Regions from separate parts of the Sus scrofa genome. Here region 2 is linked to region 1. A link is a contact called in public Hi-C data. All regions are on one chromosome and are shown on one strand. Each heading gives the region's core, a stretch centred on a gene start, on an enhancer-like site or on the middle of the called end of the contact. The rest is flanking DNA. Distances are from core to core; before and after follow the strand shown.

Region 1 (6,337 bases), core at 1,682-4,181:
CAGAAAAACAGTCCTTCTCCTCATTTTGTCCCCCGGTTTTTTAGGTCCTGGGAAACTCTATCTGGCAAACAACTCAGAGAAAGCATGATCTCCCGGTGTGGGATAAGAGAAAGCCCCAGGTCCACGATCCCCTTCTGGATCCCCCACCCTGCACCCACTCAAATCACACCTCATTAAGGTAGTCCTCCAGGTCAGCCAAGATTCGGATATAGAACCGGGGGACACCTTCCTTGTCCACAATGCTCTTCGCTTTCCCATATGCTTTTCCCAGGAGCTCAAACTCTTCCAGGCACTTGGTGACATCCCGAATCTTCATGGCATTACGGATGGTCCGGATAAGGTTGGTCAGTTCCTCAAACCTGGTTTGAGAGCCCAGTACCACATTGGACTTGCCCACCATCAGCACTGTGTTTTCCAGAGAGACTCCCCATCACCCAGCTGCCCCACGGCCTCACCTCTTATCCTTGGCGCTTCGGACAACTCTCTTGGTATCTTCTTCATCTTCACTCAGCAACAACGGTCTGTTTGGAAGGAAGAGACACCATTAACTAGCATTCTTAGCTCCAATCTTCCCAAAAGATTTCTACTCCAAAAAAAAAAAAAAAAAAAAAAAAAGGAGTTTCTATCATGGCACAGTGATTAACGAATCCAACTAGGAACCATGAGGTTGAGGGTTAGATCCCTGGCCTTGCTCAGTGAGTTAAGGATCTGGTGTTGCCATGAGCTGTGGTGTAGGTCGGAGACCCGGCTCGGATCCCACGTTGCTGTGGCTCTGGCGTAGGCCAGTGGCTATAGCTCTGATTAGAACCCTAGCCTGGGAATCCCCATATGCCGCAGGTGTGGCCCTAGAAAAGACCAAAAAAAAACAAAGACCAAATGATTTCTGTTACTCTTCTTGGATGGGGCAGGTAAAAGTGAATCACTCAGGCCCATTCCAACCACACTCACCTTGTTTTATTCTTCCTCTTCGTAGCTTCATTGTAGGGAACTAACTTAATCTTTTTTTTTGCTTTTTAGGAATGTGCCCGTGGCATATGGACGTTCCCAGGCTAGGGGTCCAATTGGAGCTGCAGCTGCTGGTCTACACCAGAGCCATAGCAAAGCAGGATCCGAGACAGCTCATGGCAATGCCAGATCCTTAACCCATGAGCAAGGCCAGGGATCGAACCTGTGTCCTCATGGATGCTAGTCAGATTCATTAACGGCTGAGCCATCACGGGAACTCCGGAACTAACTCAATCTTTAAAGCACACTTCAAGTAAGGCCTTTTGTCAGCTGTTGTAATGCATACAAAATGACCATTTCCAGCCTCTCACACAAGCAGAGGTATTTACTATGTCAGAAAATTAACCATGTAAAGACACAAACCACTAAAAACTACTAAAAGAAGGTGAGGAAAAGGGTCCTTTAGCTACAATGAAGGGAAAGGAAAGTGATATCTGAACTAAGTCCTAGGAAGCAGTATTTCCCAGACTGTGAACACCCAAGAGTAAGAAAAGAGTCTCAATGGCTTTAACACCTCCATTGCTAGTATTTTTCCTTAATAAATAAACATCAGACCACAGACAGCATTCAACTGGCAACAATATCTTTTTTTGTCCGTCTTAGTAACTTTCCAATTACTTCCAATTTTGTAGCAAGTGAGGTTGGTTTTTCCACTTAAGACATGAAATCATATTCACATGGTACGTGTGTGTATCCTTTTTTTTCTTTTTAAAAAGTGAGTTTTATGCTGAAACAAGACTTTGAAGTGGTAGGAATAGGAATTCCCATTGTGGTCCAGTGGAAACAAATCCGACTAGGAACCATGAGGTTGCGGGTTTGATCCCTGGCCTTGCTCAGTGGCTTAAGGATCCGGCGTTGTCGTGAGCTGTGGTGTAGGTTGAAGATGCGGCTTGGATCTGGCATTGCTGTGACTCTGGCGTAGGCCTGCAGCTACAGCTCCGATTAGACCCCTAGCCTGGGTACCTCCATATGCCTCGGGTGCGGCCCTAAAAGGACAAAAGACAAAAAAATAAAAAATAAATAAAATAAATAAAAATGAAGTGATAGGAATATACATTCTTAATCACAGGTATGTGCCAAAAAAAACAAAAAAACAAAAAAAACTGAAGGTGGCATATGTATGACACAAGTTTGAGAAACAACATTCTACTGTTCCAAAAGGAGAAAAAAAGTAGTTTGCAGAGATGGGAGAAGGGTATGTAGGTGGAGGTAAACAACAGGGAACTACTAACAGATATTTAAAAACTTAAGAGCCACATCAAAGAATTCTTAATATCTGAGGTTTCTTGCTAAATGCAACAGACCCAACCAGTGGGAAAACCTCTCCTCCAAGACTCTATCCTTTGCCCGGTGGGTGGATTCCCACAATTCACAGCACCCTAAGCCGTTAAGGTTGTCCCTCCAACACTGCTCCAGTCTCTTAAACTCTGAACATCCTTGGTACCCGCTCTCACCGCCACCACCTCCATTCCCCTCCCACATACACGGCCTTCCATAGCCTGCCGCACCCCCCCCCCGAGTGGTCCCCATGCCGCAGGCCCCTACTCACTGTTTGCCGTAGTTACCCCCAACAGGTTTGGTGACAAGCTCCTCCCCGGACAGGGACGACTCGGACTCGCTGTCCGAACCGGTGGTAAAAAACCGCGACATGGCGACGGCGCTGAGCAGCTGCGGCGGACGCGGCTGGACCTACGGAAAAGCCCGAAAGTCACGGGCCACAACAACGGGCCCGGGCCGCCACTCCCCGACCCCGACCCACACCGTCCCCGCACGCACCCCGACTGAGGTTTCGCTCCTCCAAGCACGAGGCCCAAGAAATAGTTACCAGCTGAGCTCGCGAGTCACACCGCGGAGCCGGGACCGCGGAAACGCGCAGAGGAGAAGGCGGGACCCTTGCGTCACTTCCGGGGGACGCCGACGAACTGTACTGTTTGACTACAACTCCCAGATGCCCTCGCGCCACGCAAGGGGCGGGATTCGGCCTGATGTAACCTTGGCGGGGAGGACGCCACCTAGAGATTCTCCCATGGGACCCGCTTTGCTGTCGGGTTTTATTGCTCACAGATGCCAACCATACCTCTGACCCGTGGAGTAAGAATCTCAGGACCAGGATTTTCCTTTTTTAACGTCCACGCGATGCTGATAAGTTACAAGGTTTTGGAGCTAGGCTTCGAGCAAACTTTGAATCTGACTTTGTATTCAAATCCCATCTCTGGAGTTCCCTGTTGTGGCGCAGCGGAAATGAATCCGCCTAGCATCCATGAGGTTGCGGGTTCGATCCCTGGCCTTGCTCAGTGGGTTAAGGATCCGGCGTTGCCGTGAGCTGTGGTGTAGGTGGCAGACGCGGCTCGGATCTGATGTCGCTGTGGCTGCGGTATAGGCCAGAAGCTGTGGCTCCGATTTGACTGCTAGCCTGGAAACCTCCATATGCCGTGGGTGTGGCCCTAAAAAAAAAAACCAAAACAAAAAAACAAATCCCATCTCCAACACTTACTAGTGTGTGACACTTAGGCAGATTTCCTAATCTCTGTATGATTCAGTCTCCCCAGATAAGGACCATAATAGGACCTACTTCGTAGAATATTATGAAAATTAAGTGACTTAGTATATGTGAAGCGTTTAGAACAGCGCCTTGTACAATATAAGCATATAATAAATATAAAGCTAGTATCATTCATTATTCCACAAATGCTTATTTACTGAGCATTTGTTATGAACCAGAAATGTTCTAGGCACTGGACACAGCAGCAAACAAAACAGAAAAAGTAGCTGATTTCACAAGGAAACTCCTAGGTTCTAGGAATAAGGAGAAGACCAGTGTACTATCAGCAAAGAGAGCAATGTATTAACAGTATAGAAGTAGATAACTCTAGATCATGAAGATACTTGGAGGCCTATGGATTTAAATCCAGGTGAGTTGGAGAAGCTATCAAGCAGTTTTATTGAGCTGGGACTGTTTTACATTTTTCTTTCTTTCTTTCTTTTTTTTTTTTTTTTTGCCTTTTTGCCTTTTTGCTTTTTTGCCTTTTCTAGGGCTGCTCCCAAGGCATATGGAGGATCCCAAGCTAGGGGTCCAATCAGAGATTTAGTTGCCGGCCTACACCAGACCCACAGCAACGCCAGATCCAAGCTGCGTCTGAGACCTACACCACAGCTCATGGCAATGCCAGATCCTTAACCCACTGAGCAAGGCCAGGGATCAAACCCACAACCTTATGGTTCCTAGTCAGATTCATTAACCACTGAGCCATGATGGGAACTCCACATTTTTATTTCTTTATTAATTTTTTTACCGCTGCACCTGCATTATATGGAGGTTCCCAGGTTGGGGGTCGAATCGGAGCTGGAGCTGCCAGCATACATTACAGCCACAGCACATCGGGATCCAAGCCATGTCTGCGACCTACACCACAGCTCACAACAACATCAGATCCTTAACCCACCATGCAAGGCCAGGGATCAAACTGGAATCCTCATGGATCCAACCTGAATCCTCATGGATCCTAAGCGGGTTCGTTACCGCTGAGCTATGACAGGAACATCTTGTTTTACATTTTTAAAGGTAGTTTCATTCATTCAGCACTTGTCTCATAATGTTGAGCATTGGAGGTACCACGCTCCTCTAAAAGAAAAGTAGGACTTAAAGAGACTGGGCAAAGAAGGAGGCCGTTTTATGTAGGTAGAGGAAACAGTATGAACAAAATCCTAGAGACAGAAAAATTCAGGGCACATTCAGCAGCTGGTATATTGGGGTTAGAACGTGGCAGGGCCTTTCCGCACATCCTGGACTGTCATCCCTCTCTTCCGTCTTCCCTGCTTTTCCTCTCTGTCTCTCTTTCTCTCGTCTCTCCTTCCCTTTCTCGCCACAGATCCACTTGAGGCTGACATTAACCTCATTATCTCCCAAAACAGAAAGAAATGCCCTGAAATTGCCAGGGGAGCTTGAGTAAAGGGTAAAGGAGGTTGAGTGATTTGCAGATCATTGTCACTGAAGATGAAGAAATGCAAATTCAGACTTAAGTTAAAATGACTGATTTTAGAGTGATTTCTCGTTACTCCCAAGACCCTGATCATTTGCAAAGGAAAAAATCATATCCAAACTCTTTATTTTTTACTAATCCTTGGCTAAGTCATTTTGAAAATTTTCGATTTAACAGGGAAGGGGCTTTTTCAGCAAACTTTTTATTGAACTGTAACGTAGAGTCACATGAGTTTGACAGATCAGTAGTGCACAGCTTGATGAGTTTCCACAAATCGAGCTTTAAGAAACAGAACATGGAGTTCCCGTCGTGGTGCAGCAGAAACGAATCCGTCTAGAAACCCTGAGGATGCATGTTCGATCCCTGGCCTTGCTCAGTGGGTTAAGGATCTAGCGTTGCCGTGAGCTGTGGTGTAGGTCACAGATATGACTCGGATCCCACATTGTAGGCTGGTGGCTACAGCTCCAATACACCCCCTAGCCTGGGATCATCCATATACCGAGGGTGTGGCCCTTAAAAAAAAAACAAAAAATGAATATCTATGACCCACAATCCACCAAACATTGTCAAAACTTAATATGATACTACATGTCACATTTTGCTGTGGCTTTTTTTTTAAGAAAAATTTTATTTTATTTTATTTTATTTATATTTTTGGTAATACTCACAGCATATGGAAACTCTCAGGCCAGGGATCGAATCCAAGCTGCAACTGTAGCAATGTCAGATCCCCAATCTACTAGGCCAGGCCAGGGATTGAACATGTGCCTCCACAGCAACCCCATCCACTGCAGTCAGGTTCCCAACCTACTGTGCCACAATGGGAACTCCTACAGAAAAAATTTAAATATACTTGGGACATTCTAGGTAAAAGGAGATCTTTTTTTTACTTTTTTTTTTGCTTTTCATGGCATATGGAGGTTCCCAGGCTAGGGGTCCAATCAAAGCTGTAGCCACCAGACTACACCACAGCCATAGTAACACTGGATCCAGACTGCTTCTATAAACTACACCACAGCTCACAGCAATGCCGGATCCTTAACCCACTGAGCAAGGTCAGGGATCAAACCCAAATCCTCATGGACCCTAGTCGGGTTCGTTAACCCCTGAGCCACGAAGGGAACTCCAAAGGAGGTCTTAATGAACAAGTTTCACCAGACATCCACAAATATCATTAAAGCACCTACCGTGTGCCAGGCCCTTTCACGTGCTTCTCTCTTTATTTGAAAATAACACATGTACATGATTACAAAAATGTAAATGATACAAAAGAATATGCAGGGGTAAGTAGAAATAAATCTGACTAGTATCCATGAGGATGTGGGTTCGATCCCTGGCCTCGCTCAGGGGTT
Region 2 (6,337 bases), core at 2,300-4,799, 38 kb before region 1:
CAGTATCAAGAAATGTAAAGGCAAAAATAGGACTACTTTTATCTTATCCTTTTTAAACTTTCCCCCACACACCTTCTCACAGGAACTGTCTTCTCGACATCAGCCATGGAACTTATTCAGCAAAAATCTTTACAAAGTCACATTTTAAAAATTTGAGCATTTTAATATCCAAGAATACCAGCCCTCAGAGTTCCCACTGTGGCTCAGTGGTAATGAACCCAACCAATACCCATGAGGACAGGGGTTTGTCCCTGGCCTCCCTCAGTGGGTTAAGGATCCGGCGTTGCTGTGAGTTGTGGTGTAGGTGGAAGATGAGGCTCCGATCTGGCATTGCTGTGGCCAACAGCTATAGCTCAGATATGACACCTGGCCTGGGAACTTCCAAGTGCTGCAGGTGTGACCCTAAAAAGACACCACCCCCAAATTTCAAACCCTTTTTTTTTGGCCATGCCTGCAGCATCTGGAAGTTCCTGGGCCAAGGATCGAACTCTTGCCACTGCAGTGACAATGCCAGATCCTTAACTGTTAGGCCACCCGGGAACTCCTTGAACCCATGCCTTTTAATTCCATGTAGCACTATTCTGCAACAGGCACAAAGTTGGCCAACCCCACTCATTTTACATCTTCAATGAGCCTATTTCACTCTCCTCCACTTCCTCCCATGCCAACTCTAAAAAGAAACTAACTCAACACTCCCAGGTGGTCTAGTGGTTAGCATTGGCGTGCTCTCCAAAAATAAGCCAGTTTGAGTACACTGACCTTTGAGCTCAGTGTCTTGAAGATACCTTCATAGGTGGTACCATTCTTCACCTTTACATCACAAGTAGAGCCCTGAAAGAGCGGGAAAATAAGGACGAGTGCCTCCAGCAAACGGATGCATTACATTCCTAAGAGTTTAGGTACCCACTTACCACAACAGCTGTAAGGAAATGCAGCATTCTGGAATTGTTGTAGACACCCTCAAACACCTGTCAGTAACAAAGGAGAGACAAATAAAGGAACAGCCAGTCAACATCTCACCTTCCTTCTAAATGCCCACAGTCCACTAATATCCACCTTATATGTGCTGGGCCCCCTGCTATTCCCAACCAATCTGACTATTGTTGCACCTTATCTGCCCTACATCCCCATCCGTGCATCTTTTAGGTCTCTGTGCCTTGGGTGAGGGGGAGAAGGCACTCACCGGTGACTGTGGGGGTCCCTTTCCTGTGCTTTGTCCTCTATAAGAAAAGGAAACAAGGAGCTAGTTATTTCATGCTCAATCCTTTTTGTACCATTGATTTCAAAGGACCTGGTATGTTAGAACCATATATCATGTAAAGATAATCACTTAGGCTACAAACCAATTAATCAACACTACTTTCAAGATCTCACCTTCAGAGCAAGAAGGACATTAAAAGCCATTTCCTCCAATTGCCAGCAAAACAGACCTCAGTCATCAAGGGTTGTCAAAAGCCAATTCAACACAACCTTTTCACTTTCTCCAAGAGGGCCAGGGCTGCATGCTTCCAACAGACAAATGCTATAATATTTGATAACTAACAGCCCACCCCAGATGTAAAGATAGAAGCTCACAGAGTGAGTACCTAGATCAGGCATGCATTTATTACCTCCCCAACAGAAAAGACCATCATTTCCCGTAGCCTTGCGCCCTAAACCCTGGCAGGAGGGGTACTCCCTCTACAATCCACCCTCTCGATCTCTTTACTCATTCAGCCTATTACCCACTCTGGAAGGGGTCACCAATCGCCTGGTAACCCTGCTCCTCGCTGGCTGATGTAACCGTCGGTTGAAGAGGACGATCAGGGGGCCGTTGGCGGGGCTGGGGGACAGCGCAGCCGCAAAAGCTCTCCACCGGGAGGCCTCGCCCGGTCTGCGCCTGCGCACTAAAGCCCTAGGGCCTCTTCAAAATCCCCCCTCCCGCGATCACAACCCACTGCGCCTGCGTGTACCTCCACTCTCAATTCTATAAACCCACAAACAGAAGAAACACAGTGGGGTGTCCACCACTCATCCAAGAACACCCGGCGAACCCGTCCAAGCACACTCCCGGCAGCTGCCCTCTATGTTACCCGGGGCTCGAGAATGGCCGGGTCATAAGACTGAGCATCCGCGCGCACGTACGGGAAGCGCGCGCGCGCGCGCTGGAGGTTCCCGGCCCGCAGTCCTCCCAGTTTTGTCCCTCCTTCCGTCCCCCCCGCCCACTCTGCTCCATTCCTACTGGCCGGACTGGGAAGGGGGAGGTAGCAACTCGCTCCCAAGTCCCTCCCTCCCCATTGGCCAAACTGTGGGCCGCGCGCCCCCCTCCATTGGCTACGGCCAGGGACCCCTTCCCGCAGCTGACTCCCCATTGGCTGAAGCTCCGGACCGCGAGACCCTTCGTGGTAATGGAGCCGGGGACCCCTATCACCTCTTCACCCCCCCAACTCGTTCCGACGCCGCTGGCGGGATGCGCCCTGCCTGCCCTTAAGGCCCAAGCCCCGAGCAGTGACTGGTCGCTCAGAGCTGAGCGCGCACCCTCAATGTCCCGGTGGCTAGCCGCGGAGGCTTTCCTCCGACCTGTTAGAACCTGAAGGGCCCACCCCCAGCTCCACGGGATTTCCCCACTCCCCCTGGCGTCCCTCAAAGGTGGCCAGAGGCTAGAGGTCTGCCTCGCGCGGTGTACAGGTCTCGGCCACCTTGGCTCCGGCGCCCGGAAACCCACACGTTCTCACCTGGCGCTGCCGATGGCCGCTGCCCCTGGCCTCTCCTGATGTTGCTGCTGCGGCGGCGGCGGCTGTGGCGCCAAGATGCCCTCGGTTCCCCGGCGGAGTCCGCTCCCGGCAGCGGCTGCAGGCCCTAGGCAGGGGGAAGCGGCCGCGGGAGGCCCTGGGGGAGCCGAGGTGGAGGCCAGGGGCCCCGGGAGGCCGCCGTTGGGAGGGCTGGTGCCCCCAGGAGGCCGTCGGGCCACGGCCTGTTGCGTGGGGGGCGGCTGCTGGGGCTGGGAGGTCTGTTGTGGCGGCTGAGGCTTCAACATGATGGCAGCGTCCGGAAAGGGAATTAGGGGGAAGGGAGGGAGAGAGGAGGCCGGGGCTGGGGCCCCGCCGGAGAGCGCGGGAAGCGAGGTGGACTGGGAAGCTGGGGACCCGCCGTTGGCGGGCGGGGGCGAGCCCCGCGGTGTCGGGGGTGGATAGAGAAGACCGCGGCGCGAGGAAGCGCCGCGAGGCGGAAGGGGAGGGGGTCTCGCGGGCCGGAGGAAAGCGAGAGGGCGCGAGCCGGCTTGGCGCGCGTGCGCGTCGCCGGGGAAAAGGGAGGGGGAGGAGCGCCCGGGCGGGAGCTCCCGAAGGGGGAGGGGCGGGGAGGAGGGAGCGTCGGCGCGAGATGTCCGAGCGCACCGGGGCGGTTAGCTCCGGGCGACAGAGGAGGGAATAAAGAAAGGTGAATCTCGCGCCTCTAGCCTTTGGAGTGGGAGAGGAGCAGCGCGGGCGCTCACGCGCGCCAAGGATTTAGGGTCTCTAGATCTCAAGCAGCCCAGAAGACTGCCGGCCGCTGTCGCTTCACAATGAGCGTGTGAAGCGCTGGGGGAGGAGCCGAAGCAGCAGAGAGGAAGGAAGAGCCGGCCGCCCCGCCTACGCCGCCGGCGTAGCGTCGGGATGCCTCCGCAGTCTTGTGAGAAGTCACGACGTAGCGTGCAGTTCTTCCGCCATTCGGGGGCCTGTGGGCGGAGTCTTGAGTGCAAAAAAAAAAAAATCCCGAGAGTAGACCCGGGACTTCGCTGAAGCTGGTGGTAGTTTCGTGGGGAGCTACTCTCGGAGCTTATCTGATTTACATAAAAGCCTGATAGGCGTTAAAGATAGCAGTTTGGAGATAAATATCTGCCTAATTCTAAATTATATTATATGGTTTTCAATATAGTAATTTCTCCACGCCCTGGAACGGGACTCTTAAACTAGCAGCAAAGAGACTGTCTGAAGGCCAAAGTTCCTAGAGTCTAGTTCAAAATCCTCCACCCCACTCGACAAGGAAGGTAGCCTTCATTCATTCAAATTAGTTGGTCATTAGGACATTAGGCTAGGTGTTTTCGATATAACTGTAATGAAATTACTTCCTGCCCTTGTCAAGGAGTTTAAACTAGTGGTAGATTCAGACAATTAGATCTCTTAGGTGAAGCACGGGGCACTAAGAGTAGATAGGAATGACATCTAATTCAGCACTGGGTGATGGGTTTCTAGGCAGGGGGCATAGGATGTGACAAGTTAGGAAAACTTCAGCATGTCTGGAGTATGAAATTAAAGAGGGAGGAGGTTGAAAAAGGAAACTGGAAAATTAAGTAACGTGGGACCAGATATTAAGGAGACATGAGCATAATCCTCAAAGCAGTGGCCACAGCAACACCAGGCCAGAGCCACATCTGTGAGCTACAACACTGCTTGCAGCAATGCCAAGTTCTCTAACCCACTGAGTGAGGCCGGGGATTGAACCAGCATCCTCATGGATACTAGTCGGGTTTGTTAACTGCTGAGCCAAGATGGGAACTCCCACTAGTTGGATTTTTAACCTGTTGAATCACAAGAACTCCCAGATTTACATTTTTTTAATGAACTTTATTTTTTTTTTAACGGCCACACCTGCAGCATATGGGATCAAATCCTAGCCACAGCTGCAGCCTACGCCACAGCTGAGGCAACGCCATATCCTTAATCCACTGTACTGGGCCGGGGATAGAACCGGTTCAATTTTTAAAAGATTACCCTTTGCAGTGTGGAAAATAGAGTGGAGGAGTGATGAGTCTGTGGTTTCAATCCCAGATAAACTTCCAGTGTCTTTCTCTCTCTTCACTCCAGACATCAGCATTGGGACTCTTGCAGCTTTCATTTCTCCCCTAAACAGGCACACACTTCACTCAAAGTCTGCCTTGCTCTTGGGTAGTGTTCCTTCATCCCGCCTGACTCCTAGCTTTGAGAGTGTTAGGTTCCCTTCCTGTGTGTTTGCCCAGCAATTTTCCCAGCTTCATTCTATGAGTGGTTTTCATTCTGTCTTCCTGCTGGTGTCAGCTCCTAACAATTGGAATCTTGCTCTTATTCACAGCTCCTTCTGCAAGACCTAGCACCATGCAGGCAGTCAATTAAATACCTGTGAGGTGAATGGATCCAGGACTATGTCTCCTGGATGTCTAAATAACACAGTCCAGGAGTTCCTGTCTTGGCTCAGCAGAAACGAATCTGGCTAGCATCCATGAGGACAAAGGTTTGATCCCTGGCCTCGCTCAGTGGGTTAAGGATCCGCATTGCCATAAGCTGTGGTGTAGGTCACAGATATAGCTGGGATCTGGCGTTGCTGTGGCTGTGGTGTAGGCCAGAGGCTAAGCTCCAATTGGACCCCTAGCCTGGGAACCTCCATATGCTGTGGGTGCGACCCTAAAAAGACTTAACTAAATAACACAGTCCAGTTTTTTCCTGACATGACCTATACCACCTGATGCTATGCCACCTCTCCAGCTGGCCTCATTATGGGCACTTCTGTCTCGCCCACCTCATCCTGCTCCCAAACTCTGCTAAGTTTCAGCCTCGTTAAACTCTCATTTATACAACATACCTTGACTTTATTCAACTCTGCCTTTATACGTGCTATTTCTTCACTTAATCCTCATTGTTCAAGCTCAGGTGTCAGGCCTTTGGAACTTCTTGTTATTGACTTCCTACTTCGGGCTCCCAGAGCACTGTGATAGTTTATTTCTGGGTTTTTTTTTTTTTTTTTTTCTTTTTAAGTCTTTTTAGGGCCACACCCATGGCACATGGAGGTTCCCAGGCTAGGGGTTGAATCAGAGCTGCAGCTGCTGGCCTATACCATAGCCACAGCAACTCAGAATTCAAGTCACATCTGCAAATTACACCACAGCTCACAGCAATTCTGGCTCCTTAACCCACTGATCAAAGCTAGGGATCAAACCTGTGTCCTCATGGATACTAGTTGGGTTTGTTACTGCTGAGCCACGTCAGGAACTCCATGTTTTCTGTTTTTTTTTTTATTTGTTTGTTTTTTGTATGGCTTCCCTTTCCCTTGGAGCCTGAGGTCAATAAAGTCAGGGACTATATTTTACTCATTTCCCTAACCTTCTTGTATAGCTCAGTGGCTGGCACACAGTCGCTCAATAAATTAATAAATGAATGAAATGTTGTCTTATTATATGCAACTTAGAAATTACATTACTTTGATTTGCTAAGGAGTGATTTCCAGATATATTGTTAAATGAAGAAAGCAAGTTCAAGAGTATAAACTGTGTTACCTTTTGTGCAAGGACGAAGGGGGAATAGGAAAACAGAAATGTATCTGTAAATTCTTGCAAAGAAAAACACAA

What was found. A called contact is a pair of places that touch in the nucleus more often than the background predicts.
Region 2: a Hi-C map of embryonic fibroblasts shows a contact between it and region 1, with 2.0 times the contacts expected there. The contact joins the promoter of ATXN2L here to the promoter of LOC110260088 in region 1. A contact is called at or near these places in 3 of 47 Hi-C or Micro-C datasets (embryonic fibroblasts and epiblast stem cells) and 2 of 2 datasets of contacts at active chromatin or transcription factors (alveolar macrophages and skeletal muscle).

The regions. Positions count from the first base shown.
Region 1 is chr3:18,464,319-18,470,655 of Sscrofa11.1, reverse strand. It overlaps LOC110260088 (eukaryotic translation initiation factor 3 subunit C), which reads right to left and starts at 2,931. Exons shown (of 21, transcript XM_021088039.1): 1 at 2,782-2,931; 2 at 2,555-2,694; 3 at 456-521; 4 at 170-359. The coding sequence starts at 2,655.
Region 2 is chr3:18,503,304-18,509,640 of Sscrofa11.1, reverse strand. ATXN2L (ataxin-2-like protein) reads right to left here and starts at 3,549. Exons shown (of 21, transcript XM_021088041.1): 1 at 2,715-3,549; 2 at 1,184-1,220; 3 at 912-968; 4 at 760-831. The coding sequence starts at 3,016.